Regions from separate parts of the Rattus norvegicus genome. Here region 1 is linked to region 2. A link is a contact called in public Hi-C data. All regions are on one chromosome and are shown on one strand. Each heading gives the region's core, a stretch centred on a gene start, on an enhancer-like site or on the middle of the called end of the contact. The rest is flanking DNA. Distances are from core to core; before and after follow the strand shown.

Region 1 (6,735 bases), core at 2,853-5,352, 300 kb before region 2:
GAATGGTAAGTTCTAGGGCTCTAAATGCAGAATGGGCAAACCCCATGGAGACAGGAAGCTGATCAATGGTTGCCCAGGGACAAGTGCGGGTTGGGAGAATTGGGTGCTGATGCTAATGGACACAAGATTATTTTGTGGGGTGACAAACATGTTCTAGAATCCATTACAGTGAAGGTTGCAAAATGTTGTGAACACTCTTTTAAAAAGCTGCATTTCTGGTAAAATCCAAAATGGGTCAACTGTCCAGTGAGTTAAATCTCAACTAAGTCATTAGCAACAAAGCAAGGGTGGATTGGTTGTGTTATGGGTCAGAACTTGGTCCATAAGGAGACTCAGATAACAAAACCGGACTGCCTGGGCAGGCCCCTTGAAACTGTCCTGACAGAAGATCTTGTCCTTGTCATGGCTGGTTGCATTTTTGTCCCTCTGGTCTGTTGCCTCTTGTTATTTCCATTTCCTGGTGCATTTGAAATCCCAGGAACACAGACTGGAGATCTGTCTCCACGTTACAGGCACTAACTGCCCGTTCTTACAGGGAGTTCAAAGTTTAATTAACAGTGCCCATAGGGTGGCTCACGACTGACTTCAGTTGCAGGGAATCCGATGCCTTCTTCTGGCATCCATGGGCACAAGGCCCTCAGGTGGTACATGGAGCTAAATAGGGAGAAAACGCTCAGCACGTAAATAAATAATCCTTTCAGAAAATACATACAGGCAAATACATTCATACATATACATTAAAAAAGAATCCAGGATCAGCGAGCCCTGCAGACAAGCATCTCATGCTTAGAACTAAAACTCCTCCCAAGGCCTGGCACGGAGAGGGATATCTGTAATCCCAGTACTCAGGACGCCGAGGCAGGAGAGAGTCGGAGGCATAACAAGACCCTGTTACAAAATAAAAGGCATGCCACTCCAGTATCAAAGACCCCAGCAGGAGCTGGCGGAACCAGATCTTAGATAATGATAGACCAGCTCACAGCCTGGCCTGGCCTGTGCCAACACCCTATGCAAACTTTCCTGTCTCCCTTATCCTGGAGCCACTGTAGGTATGGGGAAGTCAGATTCTCCAGCCTCTATACCTGCTGGTTTCTCAACAGGAGCTGAAGTAGTCTTCAGCCTGCATGCAATTGCTCGCCCACAGTGGTAAGGACAAAAATGGCTCCAGAAGAGGACGGAATACACTCTCGTGTGTGGCTGTCTTTATGGAATACACACTCCTGTGTGGCTGTCTTTATGGAATACACACTCACATGTAGCTATCTTTGGCTACTTTGTGGGTTCTTCTTTCTTCTACCCTTCAACCCCCTAACACTAGATATGAGTGGGGAAAAAAGGATAGATAGGAAAGGAAAGAGATCCCTGAATTAAGTCAGGAGTCAGAAAGGGGTCAAACTTATTGCTAGTCGACTTCCTGCTGATTGGGGCGTTGAGTTCCTTGGGGCAAGTTTGACCTTCGCACTCAGGATATCTAATGTCTTTGTTGCGCAGGACTACTTAACAAATGCCACTAACAGGAACCAACCAACAATCCACCTCTGGGGGCCCTAGCATCGATATACAGAAAAGTTCCCAGATCTAAACATCATACAATCTGCAGAGACTATCTGCAGCTGGCAAAACCATGCCTCTGCTAGGGCACGAGGCAAATCAGTCACCTGTTTCAAAGCAGCCCCATATCCCCACACCTGGGATTAAAACAAAAAAAATATTTTTGTGTAATATCTCTGTGTTTTTAAAAAACCAAAATTCCAGAATTCTCACTACACTCATGCACACATACGGGGATAAAAGTGGTTGAGTCATTTGCTTTGGGGAGGTGATATCCTTTCCCTGTTTCAGAGGGCCCAGGGAACCAGTCCAACCTCAGGCAAGGGGTCCTAGAGGACACTAAGTCATATGTCCTGCTTCCAGGGCCAGCATCTCAGTGAATTCAAACAGCACGTGACAGTTTACTAGTGACACGTATGTAAACATAAACACACATATAAGTATATATATGCTTACTTATTGAATGAAGAACAATGAGGACTTGACAGCTCCCAGGTATGGTTGAGAAGGTTTATTGTAGGTATAAGGAGGAGAACATCCAGAGGCATCTGCAAGAGTCCAGACTGACCTGGGCCTACAGAATAAGTTGGGCCATGGGGTCAGGGGTGAGAGAGGAAGAAAGGGGGAACCAGGACACAAAGAGAACCAAGAGAGCTAAGGAACATGTAGCCAAAACAGCTGGATTATATAGGAAAGAGAATCTTGGAGGAAGAGAAGTGATGCTCAGGGACGGGAAAGGTTGAGGGTAGGGTAACTATATAGTAACAGGCATTGGTGATACTAAGAGAGACTGGTGCCCAGAGTTCACTTTGATATATTAATATGCACCTCAGCCATATTCCCAGGGTTCCTTTGAGACCTAACACTTATCTGAACAAAAGCATGGGTTGGTGGCTGGGTCTCAGGAGTAGATAGATTTTGTGTGTGACTGAGGTAGTGTGGGCTCTAGCCTCAACTTTGTAAGAATTCGTTAGATTAACTAACCATGGCATGGCATTTTTAATCCCAGGACTCAAGAGGCAGAGGCAGGAGGATCTCTGAGTTGGAGGCCAACCTGGTCTACAAAGAGAGTTCTAGGATAGCTAGAATGGTGAGACCATGTCTTTGAAAAAGGTGGGGGGCGGTGTAAACCAGGTAGTGGCAGTAAGTGCTTTTAATCCTAGCACATGGGAGGCAGAGGCCTTGGCCAACTCTCTTATGAGTTGGAGGCCAGTCTGGTCTACAGAAGTAGTTCTAGGACAGCCAAGGCTACACAAAGAAACTCTGTTTCAAAAAAATATACAAGCAAAACAAAACAAAACAAAACAACAACAACAAAACCAAGACCAACAGCAACAAAAGTTAAGTAAAAGCAAGCATTTGCGCTTAATAAAGATTCTCTCAACTGTTGACAAGTCGGAGTTGGGGAGAAACAAATCTCTGAATCTTTTCCATCTGAGGTCCACACAAGTATTTCTATCTTTTGTGAAAAAGCTGGTATTATCACTTTTATGGGAGAGGGGCATAGGCTACTTGTTTATTTATATTGAGCTGATGACCTGTCTTACTACCTAGCTCAGCTTGGCCTCCAACTAAACGCAATCCTCTGGCTTTGGTCTGTTTGATTATTGCAGGCATGCAATTGCACCCAATTTGCCTTTTTATATTTACTTCTTCCTATCACGAAGCTGAATGAAAAAATAACTTCTTATATATAAAAGTTCCAGACGCAGGCACATCAAGAGAGTCCAGAGTTGGGTTGAATAAGAGCACTGACTGCTCTTCCAGAGGTCCTGAGTTCAATTCCCAGCAACTATAGCATGGCTCACAACCATCTGTAACGGAATCCGACACCCTTTTTTGATGTGTCTGAAGACAGGGAGTACTTACATAAAATGTTAGAGAGAAAGAGAGAGAGAGAGAGAGAGAGAGCGAGCGCGAGAGCGAGCGCCAGAGCCTGGACATGTAAGGAGAAGGGGAGAGAGGTGAGCCAGGGGAATAAATAAGGGTAGGCGAAAAAAGAACCCAGTATTCAAAACGACTGGATTATAGAGGGAAGGGCGGGCAGCTGGGGTAGGGCAGCACAACCTCTGAGCTGGAGAAGTTCAAGGTATGAAGAGCCCTCGTGCCTCCATTTTAAGCTTAAAATCATCCTGCAACCATCATGACATCTCCAGATTTAACCTATTTAGAACCAATATACTGGGCTGTAAGTGGATGTGCTTCTGCAACAATGGGGAGGTGGAAGCAGTTGGCTCAGAAGTTCAAGGCCACCCCTTTGAATATGAGATCCTGTCTCAAAATCAAAACCAAAATAAAAACCAACCATGCAGCACTTCTACAAACGTAGAGAACTTTAGACTAATCAAAAAGGGAAACAACTTGCTTTGTTAGTCATGTGTTTAAAGAAACAAAAGAACTTTCCGGAACTTTTTTCTGAGTCCCAGAGGGGAACTACCAGAAGAAATAAACTTCCGGTGTCCCACTTCCGGCCAAGGCATCTCATTCGGTGGCGCCTAGGCAGACCGGAAGTCTGTCACCTTTCCCGGCCCTCCTACTTCCGGAAGTGACGCGCAGCGGGGTTGCCGGAAGAAGTGGCGAAGTTACTTTTGCTTTTCGCTCAGCAAGCGCTGTTGCTCCGAGCTACTCCCAGGCTTCTGAAGTTACTTCTGAAGTGCTGTGGAGGAGCAATCACCGGTGCGGACACAGAGGCAAGTGCACCAGGCGGCAGGGCGGGTGGGGTTGGGACCGGTACGCGGATCTTTGCGGGTCCAGCTTAACGCGCGCCTCCTTCCCTTACTTTGTCGCAGCTCCCGCCTCCCACAGCCATTTCCAGGGTAACGAAGTAGGAGACCCCCTCCTGCGACCCCCTCACGATCGCCGGTGCAGTCATGAGCCCCGCCTCCCCCTGGTGCACGGAGAGGGGCGGGGCCTGGAACGAGGTGGGCGTGACTCCACGGGGCGTGGCGTAGGGGAAGCCTATGTTGGTGGGCGAGGGCGGGACGCACATGGGCGGGAGGCATGCTGTAGATAAAACCCGTGATTGAAGGCTTTCTTGATTCTTGGGGCGGGGCCTGGATTGTTGTTGAGGGGACTGGGGGAGTGGGCAGAGGCGTGGAGGGCGTGGCACAACGAAGACCTATGATTGGCTTTTGGGGAGTTGGAGGGGCGGGGCTAAATCTGGGTATCTGCCCCAGTGTGAGAAGGGGCGGGACCAGGGACCTGATAGGATGGGTAGGGTCTGGGGTCTGTATTGAGGTGGGTTAAAGCCTTGAAGAAGCCTGTGGTAGGAGGGTAATGGTTGCGACCTGATGGGAGAGGCGGGACAAAGTTAGGATCACCTATATGGTAAGAGCACAGTTGGTGCTCACCAAAGAAGAGGAATTAGAGTTGTTGGGCTCTCTTAGTGTTAGAGGGGCGGGAGTTGTCATGGGAGGTCATGAATCATAGAGAGGTGGAGGGAGCAGTGAGTGGGTTGGAGCAGAAGTGGTTGGGGATGTTCAGGGTGATGTTTATAAGGGACTAGGGCTGGCAGTGGGGGCTCAGTATAGAAGTAAAAACACTGAGGTATAGTGGCACAGTGCTGTGATGCCAGCACTTGAGAGACTGAGGCAGGAGTGTGGGGAATATCCCAAGACAGCGTAGGGTAGTGTGTTCCAGGGTTTTGGAGGTGGTTCAAGATGTTCAGCCACATAGTTCGTTTAGCCTGAGCTGCATGGGATCATGTTTCGAGAGCCCTTGAGCATTGGAAGGAGAGACACTCTGTAATTGGCTGGGTCCCCTATGTCCAGCAGGCTGCTTCGTGACCCACTATGTCTTCCCCCACAAGTTCTCTGGACACTCCCTTGCCTGGTGAGTGATGGGTTTTCCCTACCTGGCCCCTCCCACAGTGTAAGAGAAGCTCACTGTTCCCTCTTCCTTCTCCTAGGGAATGGTTCTCCCCAGCCCAGTACCTCCTCCACTTCACCCACTATTAAGGAGGAGGGACAGGAGACTGATCCACCTCCAGGCTCTGAAGGGTCCAGCTCTGCCTACATCGTGGGTGAGACAGGGAGACAGGAACAGGGGTGTGGGACGTTGTGAGGGAAGGGTGGGGAGACGGTGGCCCCTGTCTTTCGGTTCGCTTTTCCTTCCTCTTCCCCCTGACACCTCCGACTCATTCTTGGGAGCCTGCCGACCTGCAGATCTTTCCCTTGGCGTTGCAGCCCTGTCCTCTCACCCTCGCTTCGGGACTTCCCATGGCCTGTTCCCAGGCTGCTGTTTCTCTTTGTCGCTATCTCTCATGGCATCTGCTCACCCCAAGTCATCTTAGAGCCAGAGGATGAACCTGAGCGCAAGCGGAAGAAGGGTCCGGCCCCGAAGATGCTGGGCCATGAGCTGTGCCGCGTGTGCGGGGACAAGGCCTCGGGCTTCCACTACAATGTGCTCAGTTGTGAAGGCTGCAAAGGCTTCTTCCGGCGTAGCGTGGTCCATGGTGGGGCCGGGCGCTATGCCTGTCGGGGCAGCGGAACCTGCCAGATGGATGCCTTCATGCGGCGCAAGTGCCAGCTCTGCAGACTGCGCAAGTGCAAGGAGGCTGGCATGCGGGAGCAGTGTGAGTGCAGGGGCGGGGCTAGACAGAGCGTGGGTCCTCGTCACGGGGAGGAGTAAGTGAGGGTGGGTCCCACCACTGAGGCTGTCTTTCCTGCAGGCGTGCTTTCTGAGGAGCAGATTCGGAAGAAAAAGATTCAGAAGCAGCAACAGCAGCAGCCACCGCCCCCGACTGAGCCAGCATCCGGTAGCTCAGCCCGGCCTGCAGCCTCCCCTGGCACTTCGGAAGCAAGTAGCCAGGGCTCCGGGGAAGGAGAGGGCATCCAGCTGACAGCGGCTCAGGAGCTGATGATCCAACAGTTAGTTGCCGCGCAGCTGCAGTGCAACAAGCGATCTTTCTCCGACCAGCCTAAAGTCACGGTATCGCCCCGCCCGGCCCAGTGGGCAGAGCCCACCCAGGCTAGGGAGGGTTTCTTGGGGCACACGAGTTCCCACGTGACCCTGGCCTTTTGTGTCCCAGCCCTGGCCCTTGGGTGCAGACCCTCAGTCCCGAGACGCTCGTCAGCAACGCTTTGCCCACTTCACTGAGCTAGCCATCATCTCAGTCCAGGAGATCGTGGACTTCGCCAAGCAGGTGCCAGGGTTCCTGCAGCTGGGCCGGGAGGACCAGATCGC
Region 2 (6,840 bases), core at 2,869-5,368:
GTATGTGTGTGGGGACAAGGAAATCCGAAGAAGGCTAGGCCGTGCCTTGTGGTTCCTTGGAAGGGAAGGAGAGGAGGAGGAAGAGGAACCCCAGGTACTGGGGATGGAGACTGAGAGAGCTCAGCTGCAACCTGAGAGAGCAGGGCACAATCTGGGGTGTGGGGCTTCTGTCTTCTGAAAATGGGGTGGGCTGAAATGAAGGCATAGGTGATGGGAAGTGAGATGGGGAAGGAGGGAGGGGTTTAGAAAGGAGGCAGGGGTGTATAGAGCACACAGAAAGAGCATCTGGTCCCATGGGCTTGGAGTCATACAGAATGTGACAGACAGAGGTCCTGACAGGGAGCAAGGGGTGACAGACAGCAGGATTACGGGGGTAGAGACAGAAAACAGGAGGCTCCAATGAGGTATGTAAATAGAACTGAAGAACAGGGAAAGAGGGGCAGGAGGGTAGACCAGGAGATGACAGCACAGGTGTGGGGGGAGCTAGCCGCCTTGGCCTGGAGATGAATAGGGGTGCGGAATCCTGGTTACCAGCCACCCTGTTGGCCCAGGACTGAGCAGTTCCTGAGGCTTGATGCTGGGACAGTCCCAGGCATTATTCACAAGCCTGGATGCTTGCTCCAGTAGGTGGTTCACAGAGAGACCTGCCAACTTTGAATCTCTGGGGGACTGCTTTTTGGCTAGGTGTCAACTATCTTTCTTCTTCTGGTATTTTGAAATTCCTAAGTGCCTTCTAATTACACCTCCCCTTTGGGCATAGAACCCAAGGTTTTGTGCATAAAAGGGTGGAGTCTTAGCACTGAGCCACACCCTAGCCCCTCGCTGGGGAATTCTAAAATGTGTACTCCTCCCAGGCACCTCAACACCAAAGGTGAACCCCACCTGTCTTGAGCATCAGGTGGAAGCTCTCGGCTATTTTCCCAGCATCATGTCTGCTTATGTGCCGCCTCACTCCCCACAGTGAGGAACATGGACCAACGACGGATGAAACTGTAAGCAAGCCTCCAATTAAACACTTCATTTTATGAGATGCTTCAGTCATGGTGTCTTGTCGTAGCAATGGAATAGGAGCTGGGGTGTCTTTGCTTGGTTTGCCACTGTGTATAGCAGGGTAGCCGCCCTTTGAATGTCCAAGGGCTCTCCTGTGTGTGCCTTCCATCTTGGCATGGAGGTGCTAAGATCACAGCTCCATGCTTCTGATCCTAGCTTCCCTTGGGTTTTGGAATGTCAGACCCAGGTCCTCAGTTTACCCAGTACGCACTTTTGACTCCTGAGTCACATCCTCATCCCCCCCCCCAAATTTTATTTTTAGATTTATTTACTGAATTTTTTTTCTGTGTCTGAGTGTTTTGCCTGCATGTATGTCTGTGCACCATAGGTGTGCAGTGCCCATTGGGGTACCCGATCCCCTGAAACAGAAGATTCCAACCACCGGGCCATCTCTCCAGCCCTAAAATTGTTTCTTAATTCACACACACACACACACACACACACACACACACACACACACACACACACACACGCACCCCACATACATGCAATTTAAAAGTAAAATAAAATCAAGGGGTGGTGGTTCACCCCTTTACTCTAGCAGGGACAGGCAGATTTGAAGCCAGTACGGTCTTATATAGTGAGTTCCAGCTAACCTGACTGAGAAATAAGTCGATTAACTAAACTATAATCTTTAAAGCACATAATATAATCCTGGCACATAATAAATATTTGCTAAAAAAAAAGCATAGTGATAATTTAAAAAAAAGTCCCATCTCTGTCTGAGTGGAGGTCTCTGAAAGATTTCCCAGGCAGCAGAGTTACCCCTTGGAAGCGCTCAGCTTCCTCCCGGTAAGGAGCGGCCTCAGAACCCCAGCTGCCCATTCATAGTACCCTGGGGAACATTCAGAGCAGAATCGATGCTGCGCCCCACCCCAAGCTCAGTGGTGGGAATTGACGAAGCCCTCAGTGGCTCTACACAGCGTCGGCTTGAGACACATCCATCTCCACTGGATTGCGGTTGAGAAAATGCCAAGTTGATAGCTCCCTGAGGACTCAGAAACCTCATAAATGGTCAAGCCCTAGGGGAAGGAGGGATGTGGAGGACGCAAAGGTTGACTTGGTTCAGTGGTTGAAAAACCGCTGACAGCCAAGCCCACCTGGGGAGTTAAGGGAGGGGGTGAGACAAGAAGGAATGCTCCGGAAGTTTTCCAAGGAGGACTCGCAAAACTGAGGTTGCAAAGGCACCTCAGGCCTCTTGGAGTGTGTTGGGGCACGGAAGGTGAAAAGCCGTTGGGGTGTGGCTGCTCAACCGTTTTTTGGTTTTTTTTTTTTTTTTTTTTTTTTTTTTTTTGAGTTACGGGGCTAAGGATACAGCCTGGTGGGGGCCCTGTGGGCAAGGAGGTGCAGGGAGAGGCCAAGAACTTACAGGAAGGGGTGGAGGCTTGGGAAAATACCTGGGAGAGAGGTCAGCAGGAGGCTCAGTCTCCTGCAAAGTCAATCCCTGTTGCCAATTAGAATCTGGGAAAATAGTCTGACATCGCCACCTTACGGCTATTTCTGGTTTTGCGCACAAGGAATCCTTGCATTGGAGGACAAAGGATGCTGTTACTGGCTCTCATCGAGAGCACGACCGCTAGTTCTGCTTGATCTCAATTTGCTTGTGACCCACTAAAATTGCACGGATCTGAACTACAAGGATTTGCGAATATGTTCGTGATTGGAAATTTCTAGTCCTTGTCCAGAAGACCCAGAGCATACAAATGAACTTTCTTGGGCAGGTGTGTCTGTCCCTCAGGGCACTCACTCCCTTGGGAAGGTTGGAGGAGGCAGGAAGGTGATGGAGTGCGCTGCTAACAGATTCCCTCTATTTGGGGTTCTGGACACTTCTATCAGATAGGGATTTGATGGCAGGTGATAACGGTTCAATAGGAGTTTGCTAAGACAAGAGAGAAAAAAAAGGAAGAAATATTAGCATTTCTTAAGATAACCAGGAAAGGAATTACATCCACTTAGACTCTCCACATACAGTCACAACATCTGCCCACACCGTTGATCTCTGGCAGTCCTTAGCGTGGCCTTCCTTTAAACAGATTTGCACCTTTGCTGGGAAGGAGTGCTCAGAGAGACAAGCCTGAAATCCTGAGCAAGCTGTTTAGTGCCAGATGGAGAATCAAACCCTGGAAATTCTTCTCTGTGCCCTGGCACTCACAGCTGAAATGCCCCTTAAATACTCATGTGACCTAAAGGTTCCTACTTATTCTTCAAGACCCACTTCTCCTTCAGACCCAGGGGTCCAAGCTCCAGCACTCCTCCCTCAGACCCAGAGGTTCAGACTCCAGCACTTCTCCCTCAGACACAGGACTCCAAGCCCAATTCTCCACCCAAAGACTTAGAGATCCAGGGCCCAGCCTCCTCCCACAGACTTGGAGGTCCAGGGCCCAGCCTCCTCCCACAGATTTTGAGATTCAGGGCCCAGCCTCCTTTCTCAGACTCAGATGTTCAGGGCCCAGCCTCTTCCCTCAGACTCAGAGGCCCAGAGCCCAGTTTCTCACAGATTTGGAGCAACAGGTCCCAAGCCTCCTCCCTCAGATCTAGGGGCCAGGTCTCTACTTTTCACCTTCCTGCTGAGATCCATGGTTGTGTGGACCTATGAGGAACAGGGTTGTAGGGAGCAGAGCTTAGGGAGCAGGAAGCCTTGGTCTGGTGCTGTTAACATTTATTGGATCTTAGAGGCCAGAGCAATGGCAGAGCAGGCGGGGGCCAAGCTGGTGGACTGGGGAGCCATGCCTTCTTACTGCTGAGCCTAGAGCAGAGATAGAGGTGTGATGTAGACACATGGCAACTCAGTACAGAAAAAGCTTCAGGGCCAAATGAAGAGAGACAAGAGAGACAGACCCCTCCTACACCCACCTCCCCCTCACCTTGTTGAAGAAGTAGATGGAGGCTAGGATGGTTAACACGGCCATGGCCAAGGTCACATTCTGGGGGAGGAGGTCAGGAGTCAGCTCCCTCCCCTCCCTATCCCCACCCCTGCCCCAGTCCCTTCACCTGTCCTCACTTCCTGCAAGTTCATAGCCATGGGTCCTAGCCACACAGCACTTGACCTGCCTCCCTCAGACCTCTGAGTCCGACAGGAAAGAGTCTCCAAGAATGGGAGGGGGTTGTCGGGGAGACCAGAATGGTGACCATGGTGACCAGGGAAGGGCATTTTGGGTAGAAGAGACATTGGAACTGGGGATTGGGAGGAAGGGGATGTAGGTGTGTAGTGTCACCCATGGGACCTAAATCCAGCATCAGGACTTATGAGATTGGAGAGTACAGACCTGGATCTCCACACTGGGTCCCATTTTCTTCCCTAGAGTGTGCTGGGGAGCCAGGGGAGAGTTGTGAGCTGGGAAGGGACAGATAGCCTCTGGTATCTTGAGGCAGGAGAATGACTGAGGTATGAAGAAGGGGTCCAATGGCACAGGCAAAATGGCATGCTTGTGTCTGCCAGATGCAAGGGTGGGAATGACAGTTGGGACTTAGACTAGAATTTGGTCCCCAGCTTGTGAAAATGGCAGAATGTGCACCCTGGTGTGAAGCATGGTGGCAGTGGCAGCTTCTGACCTCTGGACCACAGGGACAGCCAGGCACTTTGACTCTGACCACCCAGTGTTCTTTGTAGGTTCCAAATTCTTTCCTCTCTATACCTTTCCTCTTATAACTTTCAGGTTCTTAGAGGTGCAGCCGAGAGGGGAGATACACGTGTGTGTGGAACTGCCTTCATCCCCCACTAATTGCTACCGGCTGTGCACAGAGGGATGCACCACTGGAGGAGCCCAGTTCTTTGCAGTGTCCTCAGGCTGGAGACTCAGGGGACATACATGGTGAGAAGCCTCCTGCGGTGATGCCTGTGTGGGCTTGAACCCCAGCTCTGACGGCTGTCAGTGGAATGACCTTCAGTGAGTCACAAAGATGTCTTTGCCATTTTTTTCTAATGTAAAGAAAACATATCCCCCAGGAAAGGAGCTAGGGCAGGGCTCAGTGGGTGTATACTTACCTTTTAAGCATGAGGACCTGAGTTTGATTCCCTAGCATGCCTATAAAAAGCCAGGCATGGTGCTTGTGCCTCGGCACTAGGACGTAGAGACTGGAAGATCCCGGGGTTTGTTGGCCAAATGAGTGAACTCCAGGTTGAGTGAGAATGATCAGAATAAGTGAAAAGCAATCAAACAAGACATTTGACATTGACCTCTGACCTCTCCACACGGAGAACTTCTGTTTGTGGTGCAGGTGTTTCTCCAGCCCAGGGTGGGAAGACAGCTCAAGAGTCTCACAAAACTCAAGACATTTTTCCAGATTCACCTGATACAGAAGAAGTAGATGGTTGCTGGAGAGAAGGCTCTTTTTAAAAAAGATTTATTAATTTATTATGCATATAGCATTCTGTCTGCATGTATGCCTGCCGGTGAGAAGAGGGCACCAGATCTCGTGGTTATCTGGCTAGATGGTTGTGAGCCACCATGTGGTTGCTGGGAATTGAACTCAGGACCTCTGGAAAAGCAGCCAGTGCTCTTAACCTCTGAGCCATCTCTCCAGCACTCAAGACAGAATTCTTAAGTGGAGCTGCCTTTGAGGTGCACAGAGGACCCCCAGTGACACATCTGTCCTCCTCGCACCGTCTGTCTAGGACATTCCAGTGTGGGTGCAGCGGCTGCTTTTGAGTCACAATCCTGTGAGTGACACCAGTAAATGAACTGGTTCACCATGCTGGACATGGAGTAATTTCTTGGGTCAGCAACGCTGCTGTCCTTTCGGGACTGGAATTCAAAGTCACCAGTTCCAGAGGATCCAACGCCTTCTTCTGGCCTCCACGGATACTTCATGCACATACATAAAAACACATAAAATAAAAATAAATAAGTCACGGCTGGATGTAGTGAAGCCCACCTTTAATCCCAGCCCTTGCGAGGCAGAGATCTGTGAGTTTGAGGACAGCCTGTCTACATAGTGAGTTCTAGGACAGCTAGGGCTACATGGTGAGATCTTGTCTCAAACCACCACTTCAAAAAAAAAAAAAATCTCAAAAAGTAAACAGCTAGATTCCCTCTAAGCTGAGCCCTCCCAACTCTTGACCCATAAGGCCCATGAGCAATGACTGTCTTAAGATACTCAGTTTGGGGCTAGGGAGGTGGCACATTGTTATGTTTGCCCCACAAGCAAGTTGGGGACCGAGATCAGCTCCCCAACACCCATATGACAGATCTTGGCATGGCAGCTTGTAATTGCAGTCTTAGAGCTTGTTGAGGTTAAGACAGGAGGATTCCTGGAGCTTGGTCTATTCTGAATCAGCAAGCTCTAAGTTAAGTGAGAGACCCCGTCTCAAAAGGTAAGGTGGGGAGTGTTTGCAAAAGACACCGGCATGTGGCTTCAATACACGTGCACTCCTGCACACACATGAACACACACACAAATCACTGAATTTTAGGGTCACTTGTTATGTGGTCATCAATACAACTTCCTAACAGCTCCTCTCTGCAAATGGGTTATCTTAAGTGCTTAATATACTTTGAGCTCGTCTGATCTGTTTTGTGAGATGAAGGCACACAGAGGTACAGCAACTTGCTTAACACGATACATCTTGTAATGGTGAGAGCATTGAACCTGGTCTGTCTGACTTCTGGTGTGGGTATTTTGCTACAGGGCCCTGTTGGCTTTAACCAGGTGTATATATATGGTGTGGAAAGAAAGTGAAATCTTCAAGAAGTCCAAGGAGGCCTCAGAGAATCCTGACATTTTAGGAAAGGCAGGAAACATGGGGAAGCCTAGGGGTTAGGGGATGTCTGTAACTACCTCTCAGCTTTG

What was found. Hi-C and Micro-C count contacts between places; a contact is called where the count stands out from the background.
Region 1: a contact with region 2 is called in a Hi-C map of Schwann cells, with 7 times the contacts expected there. The contact joins the promoter of Nr1h2 here to the promoter of Smim47 in region 2. A contact is called at or near these places in 5 of 12 Hi-C or Micro-C datasets (Schwann cells, frontal cortex, kidney and 2 more).

The regions. Positions count from the first base shown.
Region 1 is chr1:104,181,230-104,187,964 of GRCr8, reverse strand. It overlaps Nr1h2 (nuclear receptor subfamily 1, group H, member 2), which reads left to right and starts at 4,102. Exons shown (of 10, transcript NM_001398610.1): 1 at 4,102-4,241; 2 at 4,341-4,472; 3 at 5,325-5,382; 4 at 5,459-5,572; 5 at 5,834-6,124; 6 at 6,221-6,480; 7 at 6,581-6,735. The coding sequence starts at 5,343.
Region 2 is chr1:103,878,520-103,885,359 of GRCr8, reverse strand. It overlaps Smim47 (small integral membrane protein 47), which reads right to left and starts at 4,118. Exons shown (of 3, transcript NM_001384852.1): 1 at 4,052-4,118; 2 at 3,915-3,974; 3 at 3,693-3,796. The coding sequence starts at 4,066. The coding sequence ends at 3,785. Acp4 (acid phosphatase 4) reads left to right here and starts at 4,204. Exons shown (of 12, transcript NM_001107510.2): 1 at 4,204-4,435; 2 at 4,707-4,862. The coding sequence starts at 4,797. It also overlaps the pseudogene LOC102552286.